Linked DNA regions of Mus musculus: region 2 is linked to region 1. Evidence: chromatin contacts called from public promoter capture Hi-C data. All regions are on one chromosome and are shown on one strand. Each heading gives the region's core, a stretch centred on a gene start, on an enhancer-like site or on the middle of the called end of the contact. The rest is flanking DNA. Distances are from core to core; before and after follow the strand shown.

Evidence for each region. Promoter capture Hi-C pulls out the DNA fragments that hold promoters and counts their contacts.
Region 2: a promoter capture Hi-C map of embryonic stem cells shows a contact between it and region 1, with 2.8 times the contacts expected there. The contact joins the enhancer-like site here to the promoter of Tyro3 in region 1. A contact is called at or near these places in 4 of 39 promoter capture datasets (embryonic stem cells, erythroid cells, liver and 1 more), 1 of 484 Hi-C or Micro-C datasets (erythroblasts), 2 of 115 datasets of contacts at active chromatin or transcription factors (embryonic stem cells and large pre-B cells) and 4 of 9 other capture datasets (adipose tissue, embryonic stem cells, macrophages and 1 more).

Annotation. Positions count from the first base shown.
Region 1 is chr2:119,797,973-119,801,597 of GRCm38.p6, forward strand. It overlaps Tyro3 (TYRO3 protein tyrosine kinase 3), which reads left to right and starts at 1,542. Exons shown (of 19, transcript NM_019392.2): 1 at 1,542-1,911; 2 at 3,576-3,625. The coding sequence starts at 1,818.
Region 2 is chr2:120,042,578-120,046,202 of GRCm38.p6, forward strand. It overlaps Sptbn5 (spectrin beta, non-erythrocytic 5), which reads right to left. Exons shown (of 67, transcript NM_001370938.1): 63 at 3,591-3,625; 64 at 3,025-3,090; 65 at 2,607-2,708; 66 at 2,420-2,502. It overlaps Pla2g4b (phospholipase A2, group IVB (cytosolic)), which reads left to right. Exons shown (of 20, transcript NM_145378.4): 20 at 1-456. Gm28042 (predicted gene, 28042) reads left to right here. Exons shown (of 27, transcript NR_104353.1): 27 at 1-456. Among named protein-coding and RNA genes, the nearest start is that of Gm52559, 6.2 kb to the right of the region's middle. Within about 2 kb of position 1,949, at least 59 of the 459 cell types and tissues checked have an H3K27ac peak or open chromatin away from gene starts, as enhancers often do. A contact at or near this core is called in embryonic stem cells, where this site is marked.

The DNA.
Region 1 (3,625 bases), core at 292-2,791:
AAACCCTTGGGCTAGAATTCCATATCAGCTCAGGAGTGAAGAACAGGAAGTAGAAGCTGTGTTTGGTCTCTAGATTGAACATCTTCCGGGAATACTCTGTGCCAGGTTAATTGAAATAAAGAGAAGGGTCCCCTTTACTGGAGACAGCGTAGAACAGTTCTGGCTTCCGTTCCAGACTGTCTGACACTCAAAATTCCAAAGCTCTGGAAAAGAGCAAGCTTGTGTGCTTTTCTTTTCTTTTTTCCCCCTTCAGGAAAGCGTCCTGGAGCCATCCTAGAGTTCCCAAGAAAATTGGCAGAGCGCTCAGCAGGAAGTCAGGCCCCTCCGATCCAACTGTTGACCAGACTTGCCAAGAGTCTTCCTATCCTGCCGCCTGGGGGCGCCCCCAGCTGGGTCTGCGGCTGCCGCCAGCACTGCTGTTATCATTAAGATAATTAATAAACAAGCACTGGTGGGCCAAGTGGAGGAAGAGGGAGGCTCCTGCTGCTCAGGAGAATCCCTGGAAAGATCCAGTGAGTATGGGACGTCTCACTGGCTAGTTCTTTCTCCCCATCCAGGACCCCTGGAAAGCGCCTGTTGTGGGTTGTCCTCCAGGGGCCAAGAAGAGGTGAGGACAAGAGGAGGACTTGGCAGGTGCGATTTGGAACCAGCTCTGCATCTTCCTGACAGGATGTCTGTGGGCAGGCCACCTCCAGTGATTACTGGTTGTGGAGCAGGCAATTATTCATTCTTTTAACAAGGATCTGCCTATTTATTTATGGAGTGCCTACTGTGCGCAAGGTGGTCTACTAATAATAGCAGATGTTTCACTAGCTAGTATGAAGACAATGCCAATGTTCACACTATGTCCCAGAAGTGGAGGGGTGGAAAGAGGAAGCAAGAAAGAAGAATGATACCCTCGAAAATCACGGTGATTTTGCTTTGGCCTTCGTAGGCTAGCAGTGGGGATGGACACCTAAGAATTACGAAACAGATCTTGGAAAACTCTAGATGGACGACAAACTGGAAAACACTCTGGGAAGATGGGCTGGGGAGAATGGTCTTTCGATAGGAGAATACTTGGCGATTAAAGGTAGGCTACAAAGATCGAAAAAGAAAAAAAAAACTGGGTGAAAAGCTCAAGCAAAGAGGTACAGGGATGCTAGTAGTTTCTCGGGGAGCTGTTCCAGCCGTCTTGGGGACACCTGAGGGTTGCTGTGTCTAGTAGGTGCTTTGTGTTCTGAGAGGGCTGTGTCGGAGTCTGAGGTCAGGATTTAGAACAGTGTTGGGGTGTGGCAGGAGCTTCCAAGAGGGGTTCTGAGGAGAGGATGGGGTGCCCCGCTGGAGACTGGAAAGTATTTGGGGAAGGAGGGGCGTGGCCGGGTGCCTGTCCAGGGAGCGAGGCAGGTCCTCCGCAGCGGCAGCGGAGTGGCCAGGGCGCGGGTCCCGCTGCGCCTTCTGGAGGTGGGCGGGAGGTCGGGCGGTAAGGGCTGAGGTTAGCGCTCGGCTCTCGCCACCGGGGCTGCGCGGGGGAGGGGGAGGGCGGCACGAGCTCCGCGGAGGGCGGGCGGGCGGGCCGGGAGGAGGCGGCGGCTCGCAGAAGAACATGAATCAGCGGCGGCGGCGGCGGCGGCTGTGGAAGGAGCGCGGTGGCCCAGCCGCAGCCCCGGGGACTCCTCGCTGCTGACGGCGGTGGCCGCGGCTCTAGGCGGCCGCGGGTCCGGGACGCCCGGGCCGAGCGCCGCCCCCCGCCCCTCCCGCGGGCCTCCCGCCCCTCCTCCGCCACCCTCCTCTCTGCGCTCGCGGGCCGGGCCCGGCATGGTGCGGCGTCGCCGCCGATGGCGCTGAGGCGGAGCATGGGGTGGCCGGGGCTCCGGCCGCTGCTGCTGGCGGGACTGGCTTCTCTGCTGCTCCCCGGGTCTGCGGCCGCAGGTAGGGGTGGCCCGGGAGGCGGCGGGAAGCGGGGGGCTGCTGAGCCGCACGACTGAGGGGCGCAGCCCGGGGACGGCAGCGGGCGAGACCCGGGCCTGGGCCGGCCAGAGGTTGGGGTCGGTGGCCGGGGCTGGAAGGCCGAGACTAGGACGCAGCGGGTGTTGGCTGCCAGACCTCCGGCCGCGGCCCCCGCCCCCAACTTTCTCGCGCCCGGGGCTGGCTGGGTGCAAAGGAAGGGAGTGGGGGGTGTGGGCAGTCGGGGGTGCTTAGGACTGTATTTTCCCGCCTCTATGTTCCTAGTAGTCTGCTCCCTTTTCCCCAGTCCTAAGGACCCATTCTGCCTTCCGCACACCCCCGAGGTCCCACTTTGAAACTACAGGATCTGGGTTTGAGCACCCAGGGTTGTGAAGGTGCTGGATTCTAAAATACCTCTGCCCGTACTCTAGTTCCTGTGGCCCTTGGCGCTCCCGGAAACCCGAATGTTGAGTAGCTTGGGTTGGGTGAAGGTTACTGCTTCTTGTGAAGATTAGCTTTACGTTGCCACACAGCCACAGAGGCATTTCCCCGAGGCAGGAGGGCAGCACCTTTGCCTTCAAGTTCACACGCACACATCAGGGTGCAGAGGGGTGTGAAGCTATGTCTCCTTGTCCTGTGAGGGTGAGTGGGAAGGGTAGAGAGACAGGCGCCCCCCCCCTCCCCCGGCAGCAGCCATCCAACAAGCATTTCTTAAAAACTGAGTTCTTTGCCACATTAGCCTTGAAAGGAAAGGAAGCTAAAGAGTGGAAAGTATATGCAGGCTCCGAGGTGCGTATCAGATGCTCAGAGAGCCCAGGAATTTACCTAGGGTTACACAGTAAGGAGCAGAAAGAACAGGTCTGGATTTCCTTTATGCAGATTCTTCACCTGCCCATCTGTTTAATACATGCCAGGAGGGTGTGTGTGTGTGGGCGTGTGTTTGTGTGTGTCTACCCTTGCCTGAAGAGGGTAAGATTTTAATAAGTGGGCCCTGTTGATGCCACAGTAGCTCCGGGGTCTTGGGGCTTCTGCTTAGGGCCCCACCCCTCCCTTCTGCCTCCCGTCTTCCTAGCACCCGCCCCAGCACACATTCAGGTATTAATAGAGCAGGCGGCTGCCAGGAAGGCTGCCATGTGTTTGATCTGACGTGGTTTTGTAGCCATATGTTCTCCACTTCAGGGGAGCATTCCCTCCTTCCCTCTTCTCAACCTCCCTTCGTTTTACAGGGTGGAGTCAGGGATACTAGCAGCAGTTCGTGGGCTTGACTGACACCCTGGGCAGAGAGCTGGCAGCCTGTTGCACTGGTTGGGTAGAGCAGTCATGCCCAGGACAGTGCCTGCTCAGGGAGGTTCAGCTAGGTTTGCCTTCTGGTGATTGGGCAATAGGGAGGGAGCTATGGGGAAGAAGTCTTTGGTGCTAAGGGAACTGAGTGATACCAGAAAACTAGAAGTCTTGTCATACCCAGTCTCACAGCCTGGGTTCAGGCTACCATCCTTCCAACAGAATCCTGCCTCTTGCTTCCTTGGTGCTGTCTGAGAGTGAATCTTCTAGCATAGACAACTGTTTTTCAGAAGAGAATGAAGGGGGGATGTTCCCAGAAATGAGGGCTATTTCAGTCGTACTGACACATCCCCTTTCCCATCCTGCAGGCCTGAAGCTCATGGGCGCCCCAGTGAAGATGACCGTGTCTCAGGGGCAG
Region 2 (3,625 bases), core at 699-3,198, 250 kb after region 1:
CTGGGCTACAAGAGTGAGTTCAAGGCCACAATTTAGCTGTCAAGTAAAAGATAACTAAGGGGGGCTGGAGAGATGGCTCAGTGGTTAAGAGCACTGGCTGCTATTCCAGAGATCCTGAGTACAATTCCCAACAACCACATGGTGGCTCACAACCATCTGTAATGGGATCTGATGCCACCTTCTGGTGTGCCTGAAGATAGCAACAATGTACTCACATGCATAAAATAAATCAATCTTAAAAGGCTAAATCTCAGGCTGGTGGGATGGCTCAGCGGTTAAGAGTGCCAACTGCTCTTCCAAAGGTCCTGAGTTCAAATCACAGCAACCACATGGTGGCTCACAACCATCTGTAATGAAATCTGATGCCCTCTTCTAGAGTGTCTGAAGACGGCTACAGTGTACTTACATATAATACATAAATAAATAAATAAATAAATATTTTTTTAAAAAGTTAAATCTCAGTGGTAAAGTACATGCCCTCAGGTCAGTCCCAGGACCACCAGAAACTGGTGCGTCTAGTACAAGTCCTGTTCCTCCTCCTGTGCATCAGAATCAAGCTGGAGCACCGGAGGCTTGCAGAGGGACCACAGCTGTGGCTGTCACCATGGCCATCACCTGTTACAGCATGAGGGCCTTCAGGCACATAGCTGAGTGCCAGCCTAGATGTATATGACAGATGTATTTGACTGGACCTGGGGACTGGTGTTGGGTGTATGTGGGGGGGGGGGGAGGTATTCACATCCTCATCTAGATGCCCCAAGTACCCTACCCCAATTCTTAGAGATGCCCCAAGTACCCTACCCCAATTCTTAGAGATGCCCCAAGTACCCTACCCCAGTTCTTAGAGGGCCCAAAGCCCCTTGGCTTGGAGATAGGAAAGGCATAGCTGAGGTGGCTGAGCATGAAGCCAGGATCCACGTGAGGCTGAGCATGCCAAAGGAGAGCCTGCGTTCAGTCTGCCTAATCCCTTAGCCTTTATACTTCTTGCCATTGGCCTGCACATGCTGACACCTTGACCCTGTATCCCCCTGGAATCAGGAACAGAGACAAGACAGGATGGAGTCAGGATGGAGCTAAAGAGCAGAGGCACTGTCTCAGATGTCTCAGAGAGCAAGGAAAAGAAGTTTGAGAGTGAGGACTTGGGGAGCATCCAGGGGTGTGTGGTCACCCAGAGAGACTCTTGACTGGGGGATGGCCAGAGCAGTAATGGCATGTGGAGCTTCTGAGGGGTAGGTGTAGAAGGTGGGGAGATGGGGGGGGGGGAAGTGAGCCCCTGTGATAGCATGTTCCTGGAGTCTATGGGGGAAGAGAGCCTTGTCACCTTAGAGTGCTGGTGTGATGGCTTCCAGCTTTCTGAGGTGTGGGAGCCAGGGTCTCCCATGTGGGGGTCTCACAAGCCCACTCAACAGAGCGGGCCTTGAGTCCTGGCATCTTGGGATAAAGAGAAAAACCCATTCCACCAGTATCCCACTTGGATACAGTGTCCTTGCTCTCAGCTGGGAGCCTGACCTTGGGTTCTAGGCTGTAGAACCAGAGGGTAAGGTTCATGTTGCCCAAGACGGCTCCTTCCTAGAAGCTGTGTCCCTGGCTCAGGGACTAAGATGCATGCTGAGTCAGCCCTTGTCTGCCTTTCTACTCTGGTGCTACAGTGTGGGTGAGCGCTCAACACTTCCAAGCAGACTCCTTGAGAGCTCACTGCAGGGAGGTGGAAAAATCCAGGGTTCCTTTGGGATTCTGGAAAAAAGGTGGGAACAAGGGGAGGTGATGACAGTGAGGGAGGGAGCTAGGACCAAGGAACAGGGAGGAACCCCCCCACACACACCACTCCACAGAGAACCCAGCAGACTCGTGAGGCAGGCACAAATGGCAAAGGGTGTGTTCTGCACATTCTTTCTGCACATAGACCTGGGCGTGGCCACAGTCCAGACCAATCAAGACAGCATTTGGAGTTAACACAGCCTTTGAGTCCCAAAAGAAACAGAGCCCACACAGTCCCTGGCTAGAAGGGGTGGGGTGGAGGTAGGGAGTTGGTACAGACTCCAAAGGGGACAGGACAGGAAAATCTTTACCTCTGCTACTGATTATCTGTGTCTGGCGAGTTTTTAAGCCACTCAGAGTAGTAAGTTCATTGAGAAAAGCCGCAAGGCTCACTTTCTAGAGAGATGGGCTGTAAAAGCTCATAGCTCTGTAAGGTACAATAACACTGGGAACCTGGGCCCCAGCAGCCCCTCCTTCCTTCCCCTCCAGCCCACCTGCCATGCTACCCAAGGCTGGCTGCCAGCTTGCAGCCTGCTTTTCAGACAACACTGCAAACAGAACTCAGAGATGCTCAGCCTGCCTTCTAAGCTGACCTGTCATGCTGGACCTCTGCCTATAGCCCCAGCCAAGCTTGCTGTCGGGCCAGGCCTATAACCCTCACCTTGGGAAGAAAGTCTGCCTTCTGTCCTCCAGCCTCTCACATTCAGTCTCCTCAGGTACAAGGGGGGACACGTAAGCCAGTTCCTGGGGAGCAATGAGGTACAGGGATCACAGGGGCCCTTGGCTTTTCCCTATGGGAGCTATCTTCTATCCCCCTGAGATGCTTCTAATTGCCTGAGAGCTCTTACCCCAGTGCCACTTGGCACTTCTGCCTTCCTCATATCTGAGAATGGGCTCGAGGCTCCCCTTGCCAAGATCCCATGGCTGCTGGTTGGGAAGCTGGTTCTGGGCTGTGGGGAAGACAGGGAAAAGGGCCCCCAGGCCAGGCCTCAGACTCTTTCAGGAAAAGTACTGCTCACAGTTTTCACCGGGAAGAGGAAACAAGGGTGGGCTCAGACAGGACAACCGAGAGGTTGGAAGTTCTTGACCTGGCAACCAAAGCAGGTAGGGGTAAGCCCCTTCTCTTCCCCTTTCCTCTTCTGTGGGTAGAAACTATTGCCTTCTCTGAGACCACCCAGGAAGTTACACAGGAGTCTACCAGAAGCCACAGTGGCAGGCCTGGATGGTTGCTGAATATGGTTGCCTGCAGTTAGAGCTAGCACGCACCTGCCTCCCTTCTGTGGGGGGCTGCTGTTCCACAGATGCCTCCGTGACATGACCACCCTTTGCCTCCTGAAAATACAAGATGGGGGCCCAGATGTCAGAAGGGAGACACCCACTCCTCCTTCCTAGTGCCCCCCCAGCACTCCTGGCCCCTGGGCCTGCTCCAGAGTGTGGACCCTGGATACCTGTGCCCCTGTGACCTGGCTACATGCTCCAGGGAGATAATGGTAGTCCAACGAGGCTACCACGCTACAGTTCCTTCCTCTTAGCCAGATGTGCAGCTCACCCCTAGTGTTCAAACACGAGTCCTCCCGTCTTCTCTCCCACTCAGAGTGCTGGTCCCTTCTATGATCATGCTTCAGCTCTAAAGTAAATCATCCCTCCTCGTGCACCCACGGAACCCTGCATGGCAGGGTTGGTGGCTTTCCTAAAGGAGAAGCCTTGAGGAAGACTCCACAAGGCCTTGCTGCCCTAAGGAGCCCTAACTTGTAGATTGACCAACTGTCCCCCCCTATACCCCTCGTGCCTCTTCTCAGTATCCCCAGCCTCCCCTCCTCCAGCCCTTGAACCTCTGTCATCGTCTGAAGCTGAATGAATGTCTCCT